Linked DNA regions of Mus musculus: all the other regions are linked to region 1. The links are chromatin contacts, called in public HiChIP or PLAC-seq, Micro-C and promoter capture Hi-C maps. All regions are on one chromosome and are shown on one strand. The core of a region is the stretch at or near the end of the contact, and the rest is flanking DNA. Distances in the headings are between cores, read along the strand shown. Region 1 holds the start of Pdgfra (platelet derived growth factor receptor, alpha polypeptide). Region 2 has its middle 110 kb from the start of Lnx1. Region 3 has its middle 31 kb from the start of Lnx1. Region 4 has its middle 63 kb from the start of Gm52779. Region 5 holds the start of Kit (KIT proto-oncogene receptor tyrosine kinase).

Region 1 (2,700 bases), core at 88-2,587:
GGCCCCCCCAACCCCCGGCCGTGCAGAAAAGACTCCACTGGAGACGCAAGTGAGCCGAGTGGGGGTGGGGACTACGGAGCACAATGAGGGCCCCTCGGAGTGCAGTTTGAAATTCCTCAAATCCCAGTTGCTGGAATGCGAGGCCAGGACGACTTCTTCACTCGAGGCCAAATGTGTTTGTCATTATTCCAGATCGCTCGTCCGCGCCGCCGCTGCCGCCGCTGCCTCCGTCGCTGGAGTGAGAGGCGCACGATCCCAGCGCACTGCGGATTCCGCCCGAGGCTTCTAGCACCCAAGTAATTCGCTCCAATCTCTCCGGAACCCTTGGAGCTGCGCCCCTCGCCCGCGCGCCCCTCTCACGGTGCTGCAGCCGCCACCGCCGCGCTCAAGTCTGGCCCCAGATGTTTCCAACAGCAGCGCCGTCCAGTAATTACGAGGGCTCGACTGGCGCCGAGTGTGCCCGGCCGGCATCCGAGGTCCGACCTCCTCCAGCCGAGCCCTTCACACCTCCCTTTTTTCTTAGCGCTTTCCCGCGCCCCACTCGGCGCCCCTTTCCCCTCCACACACACACTTCTCCTGGTGCGCCCCCTCCCCAAGCTTCGCGCCGCACCACCCGCTACAGCGTAGTCCCGCCAAACCGCGGGCGACGAATGAAAATACTCATTAAAAACCTGTCCTCTTCCGTGACCCACTGCCAAGAGGCCAAGCGCCGCGGCTTCCACCCCCCCAATGTTACTTGGTGTTCGTCCCAGTAAGCACGAACGCCACCCCCACCCTGGAGGAAAACCTCAAAAATGTAAGCCTAACAATTTCTTTGGAAGGCTATAGGATTGTGTAGGGAAAAAAAAAAAAACATTGCTTTTAAAAATAGGTCTGGATTTTTTTTCATTTTCTTTTTCTTTTTCTTTTTTTTTTTTTATCTTTGACTCTCTAATGGTTACCCCCCCACACCCCCCATTCCAGTGAAGTTTATTCAGAATAAGTTACTTTCTGGACACACCACTGAACTCAGCTGTTTTGTTTTTGTTTTCCTCGTTGCCCAAAATTTGAAGTTACTTAGCTTCTTGCAGCCCCAAGTTATGATCAGGGACCTTCTTGAGAAACAAAAGTCACTTTTTCCTCTCCCTTACCTTCTCCTTCTATGTCAATTTGCAAAGAAAATCCGATACCCGGAGTGAAAAGTAAGCCCCAAGCTTCCAGTCCTTCCCCGCAGCTCCTCCGTTTGTTTCTCTCCCTCAAGCTCCAACAGTAATGGGCTCAAAACCCGCATTTTGTAATTGATTCAATGTTATAGTCCGTCCTCCAAAAACTAATCATTTGCTTAAAGTAAATAGCTGTCAGGAAATGAAGTCCCCCCCCCCCTTGGTCTCTTCAAAATAAAAGTTTCCCTAGGACTCCTTGCTCTCTGACTCTCTCAGGCTCAAGACCTCTTCTTTGCTTTTTGCTCTTATGCAATCAGGGGGGCCAGTCCCAACCCCCAGACTTCAACAACAACGAGGAGGGGGGAGCAAACCAGATGGGGTGGGGTGGGGGGCCGAAGGGGGAGGTGTTGACGTTCTGCCGGGAAAGAGGTTTCAGGAAACTACAAACAGCCATCATTTCCAAAATGAGTTGACTTCCCAATTTGGGGGTGGGGGTGCTATTGTTTTGTATTCTCTTCGAAAAGAAAATACACGTAAAATTGCTGCTCATTTCTAAAACGAATATAAATCTAGAATTCAAATTATCCTTTCTATAGACAGTCTGGGCCTCGCTAGAAATATGGCCCTGGGGAGAAATTCTAACGCGGCTGCGTCGTTTTGAACTGGGGGTCTTAAGGGAAAGTGCCGTGTAGTTGCTAATCCTTTAATGGGATTAGGAAACTGTGGAGTCTAATAGGAAGATGATGGGTTTTTGAAAGGCTGGATTGTGAGGCGGTGTGCAAATAACGGTTGCTCGGCGTACCTTTGGGATGTTCTCCGGAAGAAGGAAAGAACGACCTTTATCCCTTCGGAGCCACTTATCTGGTCCTGCCTTTGTTTTCGGGGGTTATCTGGTCCTCGCTTCTTCTATCTTCATATGAAAACGCTCAGGCTAGGCGTGACTACCAAATGCCTGCCCTCTGCATCTTGATGGCAGAAGGATTTTTATCCTCCTAAATTCCACCCTTCCGAGTGGGTCGCACGCGACGTACCCTAGGAAAGCTTTCAGGACGTTTGAGCCACAAACCAGGGAACCCAAGACACCCAGCGAGAGACAGTTGGGACACGGCGATCCTGCTGGCGAGGGAAAGGGGGCGCTGACACTCCAGGAACCAAACCTGGGCGAAGCGGGACTTCCCGGAGCGGGTGGGGGAAGGGAGGGCCTTCGACTTGCGCTCTATTTTTGAATGCTTTTGGTGTGTGTGTGTGGGGGGGGGGGTGTGAGAAGTCCTCTATCTCCACCACCACCACCACCACCACCACCACCACCACCACCACCACCACCACCTCCATCTCACACATCAAAATTAAAATGGACAAGGTGACCAGGTTGATAACAAAACGTCGAATAACCATCGGTTATTTCACCACTATAGTGGACCTGAGGCTCTGGCGTAAATCACAGAGGTTTCCCCGAAATGCCGAGTGCTGTCCCTAAATGGGACAGGACCGACCGTGGGGATATCAGGCTCGGGAAGAGGATGCCTGGAGCTGGGCTGAGAGCCCCAATTCTCCTCCG
Region 2 (2,700 bases), core at 46-2,545, 340 kb after region 1:
AGGATCCAAAAACCCTTTGCAACTGGTAGTCGTTCAGCCCAATAGCACCACCAACCCAGTCAAATTTCCAGAAGTATGGCACTTTACGGTAACAAAGACTGCACTACAGAAACGTCTGTGGATTCAGTATCCTGAGAGTTATGGCTGCTATTTGAGCATGTTGGGTCAGCTGGAACTAGTCAAGAGCCAGACCGCTGTTTCATAGACCTCAACATACAGGCTGCTTAAACACGCTGTGCATTTCTCTGCTGTGGAGAAGTCTGCTAAGCCATCTAGGACCTTGACTGTGGCTTAAGCAGAATCTTGCCCTCTTTTTTTTTGTTTTTTGTTTTTTTTGTTTGTTTTACTTCATCATCTGCAGAGTGCATGTGTCTCATGCCAGGTGGGAAGGGGGCACCAATGCTCCTAAGATGCTACTGGTATGCAAGAAGAGCCTATAAAAGAGAGGCTATAAAGGTTTTCTTTCCCTCCCTCCCTCCTTCTCTTCCTTCCCTCCTCCCCCTTTTCTTCCCTCCCTCCTTCCCTCCCTCCTTCTCTTCCTTCCCTCCTCCCCCTTTTCTTCCCTCCCTCCTTCCCTCCCTCCTTCTCTCCCTTCCCTTCCCCTCCCCTTTCCTTCCCTCCCTTCCTCTCTTCCTTCCCTCCCTTCCTCTTTTCCTTCCCTTCCTGCCTTTCTCCCCTCCCTTCACTCATCCTTTCCTTCTGCATAGTCACCCATGCTACCTGCTATCAATGGTGTGATGTTGACAGTCAGAGATGTAACACTGAAAAAGTTGGCACAGTTTTCTCCCTCCCTAAGTTTATCTTTCTTAGAGTGCTATTTCTTATTTTTAAACCGCCAGAGACCTAACTGTAGAAGGTGCCTGCTCCCAGTGATATTGTAATGCTAGTTGGGTTCAGAAGGCACCCCTACCTCCACCCCCCATCTCCCACCCCCACACCCAGAGAGAGGTTCAGCCTCTTGCATTGCAGAACAAAGAAATAAACAGGCACATGACTGCAAAGGAAGCAGGGACAATTTGTCAAGATGAACGGCCCTGGCAAGCAGCAGAAGATGGTTAAGTACAGACGGGTGAAACTTAGCAGCTCAGAGGCCCTGCCAAGTGCTGGGAGCTTAGTTCCCTTTGCGCAAGCTTTGCAGAATTTGCAGTGCCTCTACCTCCTCTTTCTTCTGTGTTCTATCTGTTTCGTGAAGTTCTACAGGTACCTGTGAGTCACATGCCTCATTAGCATCCTAAAGCTCCACCCCCGGGGGTGTGTTTTGTCATCCTAATGAGCCAGATTATTCACTATGCTCCTCCACTCCTCCAGAGTGGCTCTGTACCTTTGGCAGTGGCACTGGCTTTAGTTGGCTGCCCCTGCTGAGAGTTTTCAAACCTTTTCTTTGCCAACTTGTTTTGAATATGCTAATTTTGTAGGGTTTGGCATAGGGCCTTTTGACCTTTGTTCTTCTGTCCTCTCTCCTGCAGGGTGGACTCTGGATCACCCTCTTGGTAAGGCTGGGAAGTCGGGCCACCCCTAACTTCTAGGAGCCAGTGGATTCCAGTTTTCTGGGCCCAGGCCTACTGAACTAGGAGGGTCTGCCCCTGCCCTCAGTTACATTTTCAGAGACATTATTGATATTCATTTCAATTGTTTTCATCACATGTATAGTGCAAATCTTTGCCCTCCTTGTTGTTAAAGCCTCTGTCTCCTCCCAAAGGGATTTAAGAATAAAGTGCATTTGTCTATAGAATGACAGCAATGCCTAGTTCATGGGCGTGTTGTAAAAACTAAATGGGATGATGCCAGTAAATTTGGGAGATGGAGGGCGGGGAGAGAATCTAAGAGAATCTATCTCTAGATAGATAGATAGATAGATAGATAGATAGATAGATAGATAGATAGACAGATAGATATGTAGATGGATAGATATGTAGATATATAGATTGATACATTGATATACAGATAGATACATAAATATTGTAGATAGATAGATAGATATGTAGATAGATGGAGACAAGATATGCTACTGAGAGTGTGAAAGAGAGACTCAAGCAGAGACAGCTTTACAGAAATGTGAGCATATTTGTGCACACTAAAATAATTGAATTTAACATTAGGGAGTTGAAGAAGTTGTTGTCTTTTTGTTCAATGCTCTTTAACACAAAAGATGTTATTTCCTTAAAACTCCCTCTTGGGGGAAAAAGGTTAAGAAAAGAAGTCATGAAAAATGTGAAAAGGTTGGAGTCATTATTTTTTTAGGAACGTGTTTCAATTTTCCACCGTATTGAATGACTTGAGTTCTGAATGATGAGAAAAATTTCCAACTTGTGCTTCTCTGTCTATTTCTCACCTCCCAAGTTTGCTAATTTTGCATATTTACCATGTGTAATGGCCACATGTGGGTGTGGGGAGATTTCTTCCGTAACTCTTTAACATCAACCAGTTCTAGAATTAAATAGACTATGTGCCCATGAGGAATTTCCTCTTGTCCCAGTATATCCATTCTCAGCCGATTAGTCTCACCTTCGTCTCTAACCTGACAGGATGTTGAGTAGGTGGAGGGGGTTGTGGGTGGGGTGAGGGAGGGAGATGAATATAACCAACTACACTGTTTAGAATTCTCAACTAGGAGCTAGAAAGATGGCTCAGTGGTTAAGAGCACTGACTGCTATTCTAGAGGTCCTGAGTTCAATTCCCAGCAACCACATGGTGACCTAC
Region 3 (2,700 bases), core at 102-2,601, 420 kb after region 1:
AGTTATGACTAAAACATACATCAAGAGGTGAACGATTAGCTGGGATGGGGCACTCTTGCCTATAATTCTGAAGAGCTGGACTTCAAGGCCAGCCTGGACTACAGAACAAGATTCTATCTCAAAACCAATGAAAGCTAAAGCACCACCAAGAACAAACAAACAACGAGAGAGAGAGAGAGAGAGAGAGAGAGAGGGGGGGGGGGGCTGAGGAGACAACTCAGCCAGGAAAGTGTTAAGACCTGAACTCAAGCCCTGGAATGCATGTAAAAATTTCCTACATGGTAGTACAGTCTGAGCTATGACCATATAATACAAAAAAAGTTACAAAAGAATGAGCCGTTGACACACAATATGAATGAACCCCCAAATTATCATGTTAAAGGGATAGAAGCCACATGGAATTAAATTACATAAAATTGCAAACGATGTAAACAATCTATAGTTACAGAAAACAGATGCACGGTTGCCACAAAGGTTGTGGAGAACCGAGGAGAAAGGAGACATGAGAAACAGAAGTGCTATAACAGTAAACTTGGATCCGTGGGTGTGGTTGGGCCAAGGGCAGAGGCATCACCATTTGGCTCACTTGAGAGGTTCCTCAAGTGAGGCTGGATGCAGAGGTGGATATTGGTCCTCACTGTTGCTTGGATAACGTTACTAAAGGCAGACGTGAGAGACATAAAACATTCGTCCACTTATTAATGGGAGAAAGCCTGGCCGTGGTGCCCACTCACTCTCTGAAGGCACCATTTATCTAAGTCCCCTTGTGGGACTAGGAGCCATCAGACCCAGATACACTGGGTATGTTTTCATGGCTTAGAAAAAAAATCCTCCTTCTTAGAGGGTAAAGGGGTGATCCCCACTTGCTCAGAATAGAGAAAGTGGCTGAACAACTTGGATTCCTTCCAGCATATTCATGCCCAAAACAAACTGTGCAGTATCTCAGGATTCCTCAGAGGAAATCAAATCCACACCCATAAACACTTGCACACAGAGCAGCCACACGGAGCCTCCTCCCAGGCCCAGGGTCTGCAGGTGCAGGCTCCAATTACAGCAGCCAGCTCCTGTACCTTTTCATCCTGAACAACAGCTACAGCCTGGGATGGAGGAAGGTCCCGGAAGGAGAGCCGACTGCGGAGAACAAAGCCTGCCCAAAGATTGCTTGTGTGAGTCAAACCTGAAATCCAACTTGGTTTTCCAAACCTCTTGTGAAAACTGTCCAGTGCACAGCTTTGTGGGAACTTAGTGAGTGGCCCCAAGGAAGCCAAACACCTTGCAAAACAGGGGCAGGTGTTTTTCCAACAGTGCAGACTTGATGGCTGTTTTCACAGTAGACAATGGCTCCCCTTGCCCTGATGTGTTTTACAGGGTGATGGTAACTGGGGGCTCATTATTGCTAACACCACATCCAGGCTGGAAACAAGGCACCTGTGCTTTCGTGAAGGGATGTGCGGCTGATGAGCCTGCTGACACTTCATGTTCTGCAGGAGTGCACAGAGACCCTGGGCGCTCCCTCTCCCCCTCTCCCCCTCTCCCCCTCTCTCCCTCTCCCCCTCTTCCCATCTTCCCTTCTCTCCCTCTCTCTGCACCTCTTTTCTCCTTTCCCCCCACTGACTTCTCAGAGCGGGCTCTGTCACTCACAGATTCCCCCTTACTTCTGTCCCTTGGCCATAAAGGCACAGCCACCTCTCTGGCTCTCAGGCTCTCTGGGTTAGGTTACTTTTCCAAAACCTGCTGTCTTGGGCGTAAGCTCCTTCCTTATTGACCATTTGTTTCAGCCTCATAAATCCCACAAGAAGTGCTCATGACAAGAAACCATGTGTGTTCACAGTGTCATCACCGCCACCCATCACTGCCGCCCCTTGTCTCCTCCCAGATCTAGTCAAGGGGCTTGTTTTGGTCTATTTAATATGCATATGAATTCAAACTGGTCCTCTTTCAAACTCAGCCTCCTCCAGAGTTCTAGGATTATAGGTGTGTTTGTGTGTGTGTGTGTGTGTGTGTGTGTGTGTGTGAGAGAGAGAGAGAGAGAGAGAGAGAGAGAGAGAGAGAGAGAGATGCATACACACATGTGTGCTCCCACGTGGAGGGTGGAGGCAGCTGAATGTCACTGTCCTGCTCCATCACTCAAGCAAGCCCAGCTTTTTAAAGTGGGGACTGAGGATTTGAGCCCCACCCCTGTTCTTATGTAGCAGGTGCTCTTACCCACTGAGCCATCGCTTCAGCCCCCAGACTTCTGGTTGTTCTCCGATTTGACCTCCTCACAGGGCATGCAGTTATGGGATAGGAATGGCAAGGATGCTGTCAATAGAAGGAATGGTCCTTTCGACACGTTAGCACCTCAAAGCAGTGAGTTCTTATTAGTGAGAATTAGGTCAGGTTACTCTGTAAGCCTGCGGTCACATTTTCATCTCCTGATCACATGTAACTTTGTCTCCTGTGTGTTTTTGTTTAAAGAGATCTAATTTAACACATACTGTTGATTCTTTAACATTCAACTCATGTCCTACTCAAGCATGAATGAGGCTTACCTAACGCAAGCATTTCCTCCATCACACGCCACCTTCTCAAGTTGAGAACACTAGACAGCCGCTTAGAGCTGTGCTTAAGGGCGGCTAGAAACAGGGGAAAGCACCAAATGAGGGCAACGAGGCACTTGACGACAGCTTAAAGGGCACTTGTCTGCAGTGTGAGAGCTGG
Region 4 (2,700 bases), core at 97-2,596, 270 kb after region 1:
GGGTTTCTCTGTATATCCCTGGCTGTCCTAGAACTCACTCTGTAGACCAGGCTGGCCTCGAACTCAGAAATTTGCCTATCTCTGCCTCCCAAGTGCTGGGATTAAAGGCATGCGCCACCACTGCCCAGCTGTATGTTGACATTTAAGAAGATTCTTTAGGGCTGGTGGTGTGGGTCAGTGGTAGAGCACTTGCCTAGTCCTTGAGGCTCTGGATTCCACCCTGGCATGAGAAAAAGAAAAAAAAATCAAGCATTCTCTGTGGGATAAGAAATATGTCGCATAAAACATCCAATTATAGGTCAGTGGGCCAGTTATTACCGTGTGCCCCTGTTGTTTCACTGTTGTGGTAACAATGCTACCCCACTGCTATTTGAACAGCTCAATCCAAAGTCATTTCTAATTTCAGTTCACTTATTTATTATTTGTTTAGGCTGTGGCTACAGGTCACTCACTACACATCAAATACTGTGTATGTGTGTATGGTATGTGTATATGGTGTGTGTGTACTGTGTGTATATGGTATGTGTGAATACTCTGTGTGTACTGTGTGTATTGTGTGTACACTGTGTGTACTGTATGTGTGTATGGTATGTGTATATGCTGTGTGTGTACTGTGTGTATATGGTATGTGTGTATACTCTGTGTGTACTGTGTGTATTGTGTATACACTGTGTGTAACGTATGTACCATGTGTGTATTGTGTACTATCTGCCTTGAGGGCAATGACAAGATTTTCATGCAATTAGACCAAAACTAATGAATCTACACTGGCCTCCCAACTTGTTGGTGTTTCTGGAGGACTCACCCCCCCCCTTTAATTCAGACCTGCCTCAGTCACCCTTCCCCTGGCTGTTGTAAACTCTCTCCAATAATCCCTGACGTTGGTCCCCAAGGCCCTTGTTCTTCGCTTCTGTCCTCCCAACGATTTACTTCTCTAAAGAAATACACCCCGATGGCATGAAATCAGTCTGGGATGGTAACGTCGACCATGCATCCAGCCTTAAATTACCAACTAGAAGGAGAAACAAGGCCGAGAAGATTGTTTTGGGGGAAAGGGCGCTTTCTCCTAAATGTTCCTCTCTTTTTAAATTCCTATTCAAAAACCCATCTCTGTCTTGGATTAAACATCAGAAAAAAACCAGAAAACACGATGCCCCTCCCTGCTTCCCAAGGGCTCGTCCCCGTGGTCATCCCAGCCCCTGTTTCCCTGGCAAGCACCAACCACGATGGAGCCCATCTCTGCTCGCCCACCCTCTGTTCACTGGGGTGGTGGCGGGGGTGGGAAGGGCCTAATACTAAACAGGACTGCTCTGGTTCTGAAATGCTTAGTGGCAGGGAGCCCAGGATTAAAGACATAAATAAGGTGCAGGTTTTCAGAAACCTGCCAGCAACTCTCTCAAACAGGAAGAGGATACTTGGAACTGTCCTGCCAGCTTTCAGCCTCAGTTCAGACTCCAAGGCAGCGACCGCGGCTCTGTGCAGCTGATTCCTAACACAGTGAGCTAAGACTGCTATCTGAGATATCAGAGTGTATGGGGCACATCCCCAGTCCCCAGATAACTCCTCTGTTCTCAGGAGGGGATGTGGTATAAATGTCACCCCTTTTCTGGGAGATGAGCTATTGGACGCCAGTGGGCTTCTGGGAAAACCAAAACCAAACAAACAGGAATGAGAGGGCTTAGGATAGTGGGGCGTGCTGGCTTCACTCGCTGTTGTCTTAGAGCACTTCCCAAGCACCTTCCATTCCAGGGCCTACACTCAGCTGGGACTTAGAACTAGCTCGTTCATGCATAGAAAGAACTGGAACAAGTGTTTGAAATTCTACTGCACTCAAGCTAGCATGCAGGTCTCTCAAGTCTGAGCGTCTTTAAATACTCATGGAAATCCATTACTGAAGTACACAAGGGAGAAGGCAGAAACACCCATATACAGTACACACACACAGAGTACACGCACACAGTACACACACACACACACACACATACACAGAGTATATACACACACACACACACACACACACACACACACAGAGTACACACAGTACACACACATATACACAGCAGAAACCTACAGCAAAGCACAGCGGATGGTCTGACCCCATCAAGAAGCATCTGACAGCAACGGACCAGGGATTTGTGGTGATAAGAGACAAGCCTGTGTTCTACACCAAAGAGATAGCCATCACACGTCATATGCTCAAAGATACAGGGAACATGCGTCACACTTCTCAGAAGCTTAACGTAACTACAAATACATAAGCTCAGCAGTTTAAACAATAAATCAAAAGAACATAAGAGGTCACAGGCATCATTTGAGAAGCTATGGTGTGGGCCGTGATACCTTAGAGTCCCAAGTGGGTTCCACTGCAGAGAGGTCAAGTGGTCCACAGAGACTTCTGAAAGGAGATGGGATTTGGCATGGAGATTACAGAACAAAGGCTCTGGGTAGATGAATGGAAGTGGGGGTGGGGGAGAGGCTGTGAGGATATCGAAATAGCCATGTGTGAACAGTGCTGACTCACTTGGGGGTCTCGGCTCACCTGCCTCTCTCTACTTGTGCTCATCTGTCTACACGTCACTGTCCGTTTTTTTTTTTTTTTTTTTTTGCTTCTAAATGTATTCTTCTCATTGTATTTTTTTTTCACACTGCTTTGTTTACATATAATCAAACTACAATACATCGTGTACAGCACACACTCTT
Region 5 (2,700 bases), core at 196-2,695, 420 kb before region 1:
CCTATAGCATCAAGGTAACCTAAAAGGGTTTCTGGTTTTTGTTTTGAAAATGACCTAGGAGGGAGCAGGGCTTCAGGACTAAGCAGGCAACCTGCACGGGCAGTGCACCAGCGACACCTGGCAAAAAAAGGGGCAGGGCTGAGGAGCTCCGGAACCTTAAGATCTTGAGACCCAAGTTACCCTGCAAAAGGTAACAAGATTTTCCCAACAGCTTGAAGAAACAAATGCTATTTGCAGAAAGCTTACCCCTTCTCCCCCACCCCCTAGCCTCCCCAGGCAGCCCTGAGTATGGCTATCACGTGGGAGAGGGTTTCTGGATCTCGGGATTCCCCTCCAAAAAAAAAAAAAAAAAAAAAAAACGGCCACCTGCGATTACAAGTCGCATACACTGAAACCAGAGGTTTCCAAAGCTGGGGAGAACTGACTCGGTCCTGGTCCAGCGCGCACGAGGTGGCAAGAACAGCTGCGTCCCCGCACGCAGTCCCTGATTCCCAGAAGCTGGCGACCAACGTAGGCTACAGCAGCTCCCTGGCGCGTGGCAGCAACGAACACCGTGCGGCTGCAGAGAGGGGCGAGCCCCTAGCACGAGATTTACAAAAGGAAAAAGTCTGCAACCTAGCGGCTGCTCGCCACACGCCCGGCTCAAGTTGTCCCCATAGCCGCCACCTACAGGCTCGTGGGGTCCCGCCCCAGAGCCTCACGCCGCGTGCTCCCCGTGCAAAAAACGGAGTTGGGTGGGGGCAAGCAAGCCCGAGATTCGTCTCCTCGGGTGGCGCCGCGCACGATGAGAGCGGCTGCAGTTGCGTCCCCAGCACTGTGCACAAAGAGCGCCCGAGGTGGGGAAGCAGCGGCCGCAAGAAAAGGCTCTCCAACTTTGCCCGGCGTGTGTCCGGGACCCGTGGGCTGGTTGTCCCAGGCGTCGGTCACCCACGCGCAACTTTTAACAAAAAGGAAGCCGTGGCCGCACCTCGCTCGGAGAGAGGACGCTCTCGGTGCGAAGCCCGAGGCCGCCCGCCCCTGCCACCCGCGCGCAGTCGGCACAAAAGCATCACCAAACTCGCCCGCAGCCTGCAGCTCGCTGCCTGGGTTCCCAGAAGACCCTCGGCCCCGGGTCTCCACCACCCGGGCTGAGGTCTCTCAGCTCAGGTGAGCGAGGCGGGCCACCAGAGTCCCGCGGCCGCCTACCACCTTCGAGGTGGTAGGCATGGGAAAAGCCAACAGCTACCACTCCGGACGCACCCAGGTGGCACCCCTCCCGGACCCGGGCTGCGCCCACAGAGGGTGCAGTCCTCTTGTCTGCCGCTCTTTCCCACCTGTCTGGCCACGGAGCAGGACCAACAGGACGCAGAGCAGATCCCAGGCGCCGCGAGCGCCTCTCATCGCGGTGGCTGCGCTAGACTCTGAGCTCCTCTCTCTGCTACAGCTCTCGCCCAAGTGCACCGAGCGCGGCAAAGCCGAGCCCCCAGAGCCACTAGCGGCGCGCGACAGCCCCTCCTCCAGCCCTCCTCCCAGCTCGTGGCCACGCCCCTCCCTTCTCCCGCCCGGGTCGCACTCCCTCCCGCTGCCTAGTGCCCGGGGCTCTCGGGCTGCAATAAGCTGATCCCGGGGGCGCTGTGCCCTCTAAGACCAGGAGCCCCCACAGGCCCTCCACCCTGGATCCTCTTCCTCCTAGCACTCTCCCTCCATCGGTGGTCCTTCAGTCCAGGCGGCTGGCTGGCCACGCAGGTGCTGCCCGCGCTTTGTGAAGCCCAGCGCCACGAGCGCATTAGGTACGGGCCAGCCACCTGGCAGGTGCTCCCTAGACAATAAAGGACAACCACCGGTCCCTCCAGCAAGCTCCGGAGCGGGGAGAATATATTCGGCTTATGGTGGAGGTGTTACTAGTCGGGATTGCCGGGCGAAGGGATTAGGAAACTGGGTCCCCAACATTTATTTCTGTTCCTGTTGGTAGAGGAGGACGGATCGTGGCACCCCTGACCTCAGTAAAAGACCGAGCCCACGTTTAAGTAATTTTTCATGCTCAGTTTCTCCACCTGCTGCGAAACCTGTAAGAATACAGCTGATTTCTATTGGCCAGCGTGGACCTCCACCCAGCCAAGCTCCTGCTGAGACTTGTGGAAACTGGGCCAGTGGACTACAGAGGCATCCTGTGAAGGAGTTAGCTTTGAAACTCGGTTTTTAAAACCTATTTGCATTTGGGTGCCTTTTCTCTTGTGTTAATTATTTTTTTAATCTCACCCTCAACACCCCCCCCCCGCCCCATCCCCTCTGAGTCCCCCTTTCCCCAACTCGATCCGACTGTGGTCTGCCTTAGGAGCAAGATAAAAGCAAAATAATTTCCTTTTAAAGTTTTTTTTTAATGTGTATGAGTGTTTTACTTACATGAATATGTGTGTGTGCCACGTGTGTGACTAGTGCCCAGGGAGGTCAGAAGGATGTCAGATCTCCTGAAACTAGAGTTACGGATGCTTGTGTATCATCTTGTGGGTGCCTGGAGCCCAACTACTCTTGTTCTTTGTTTGTTTCTTTGTTTGTTTGTTTGTTTGTTTCGAGACAGGGTTACTGGCTGTCCTGGAACTCACTTTGTAGACCAGGCTGCCTCGAACTCAGAAATTCGCCTGCCTCTGCCTCCCAAGTGCTGGGATTAAAGTCATGCGCCAACTTTCTTGTTCTTAACTAATTGACCCAACTCTCCAACTC

The links. Promoter capture Hi-C pulls out the DNA fragments that hold promoters and counts their contacts. A called contact is a pair of places that touch in the nucleus more often than the background predicts. HiChIP or PLAC-seq counts read pairs in DNA pulled down with a chosen protein or histone mark.
Region 2: a contact with region 1 is called in an H3K4me3 HiChIP or PLAC-seq map of embryonic stem cells, with 48 read pairs. The contact joins the enhancer-like site here to the promoter of Pdgfra in region 1. A contact is called at or near these places in 11 of 39 promoter capture datasets (3T3-L1-derived adipocytes, the HPC-7 cell line, the SN4741 cell line and 6 more), 3 of 15 datasets of contacts at CTCF or cohesin (the NIH/3T3 cell line, embryonic stem cells and large pre-B cells), 39 of 484 Hi-C or Micro-C datasets (B cells, the C10 cell line, the C2C12 cell line and 26 more), 19 of 115 datasets of contacts at active chromatin or transcription factors (the NIH/3T3 cell line, bone marrow-derived macrophages, craniofacial prominence and 12 more) and 5 of 9 other capture datasets (adipose tissue, embryonic stem cells, liver and 2 more).
Region 3: a contact with region 1 is called in an H3K4me3 HiChIP or PLAC-seq map of embryonic limb bud, with 4 times the contacts expected there. The contact joins the enhancer-like site here to the promoter of Pdgfra in region 1. A contact is called at or near these places in 13 of 39 promoter capture datasets (the SN4741 cell line, Sertoli cells, cranial neural crest and 7 more), 1 of 15 datasets of contacts at CTCF or cohesin (embryonic stem cells), 4 of 484 Hi-C or Micro-C datasets (brown adipocytes, embryonic fibroblasts, embryonic stem cells and 1 more), 21 of 115 datasets of contacts at active chromatin or transcription factors (the NIH/3T3 cell line, craniofacial prominence, embryonic basal ganglia and 12 more) and 4 of 9 other capture datasets (adipose tissue, embryonic stem cells, liver and 1 more).
Region 4: a promoter capture Hi-C map of embryonic stem cells shows a contact between it and region 1, with 4 times the contacts expected there. The contact joins the enhancer-like site here to the promoter of Pdgfra in region 1. A contact is called at or near these places in 9 of 39 promoter capture datasets (the 3T3-L1 cell line, the C10 cell line, embryonic stem cells and 3 more), 1 of 15 datasets of contacts at CTCF or cohesin (embryonic stem cells), 2 of 484 Hi-C or Micro-C datasets (nephron progenitors and pancreatic cancer cells), 9 of 115 datasets of contacts at active chromatin or transcription factors (craniofacial prominence, embryonic stem cells, extraembryonic endoderm stem cells and 4 more) and 4 of 9 other capture datasets (adipose tissue, liver, macrophages and 1 more).
Region 5: a Micro-C map of embryonic stem cells shows a contact between it and region 1, with 2.7 times the contacts expected there. The contact joins the promoter of Kit here to the promoter of Pdgfra in region 1. A contact is called at or near these places in 2 of 484 Hi-C or Micro-C datasets (both in embryonic stem cells) and 1 of 9 other capture datasets (liver).

The regions. Positions count from the first base shown.
Region 1 is chr5:75,150,888-75,153,587 of GRCm38.p6, reverse strand. It overlaps Pdgfra (platelet derived growth factor receptor, alpha polypeptide), which reads right to left and starts at 1,337. Exons shown (of 23, transcript NM_011058.3): 1 at 1,131-1,337.
Region 2 is chr5:74,812,191-74,814,890 of GRCm38.p6, reverse strand. No RefSeq gene overlaps it. Among named protein-coding and RNA genes, the nearest start is that of Lnx1, 110 kb to the right of the region's middle. Within about 2 kb of position 1,295, at least 10 of the 459 cell types and tissues checked have an H3K27ac peak or open chromatin away from gene starts, as enhancers often do. A contact at or near this core is called in embryonic stem cells and liver, where this site is marked.
Region 3 is chr5:74,732,727-74,735,426 of GRCm38.p6, reverse strand. No RefSeq gene overlaps it. Among named protein-coding and RNA genes, the nearest start is that of Lnx1, 31 kb to the right of the region's middle. Within about 2 kb of position 1,351, at least 5 of the 459 cell types and tissues checked have an H3K27ac peak or open chromatin away from gene starts, as enhancers often do. A contact at or near this core is called in embryonic limb bud, where this site is marked.
Region 4 is chr5:74,879,642-74,882,341 of GRCm38.p6, reverse strand. No RefSeq gene overlaps it. Among named protein-coding and RNA genes, the nearest start is that of Gm52779, 63 kb to the left of the region's middle. Within about 2 kb of position 1,346, at least 20 of the 459 cell types and tissues checked have an H3K27ac peak or open chromatin away from gene starts, as enhancers often do.
Region 5 is chr5:75,573,732-75,576,431 of GRCm38.p6, reverse strand. It overlaps Kit (KIT proto-oncogene receptor tyrosine kinase), which reads right to left and starts at 1,445. Exons shown (of 21, transcript NM_001122733.1): 1 at 1,314-1,445. The coding sequence starts at 1,380.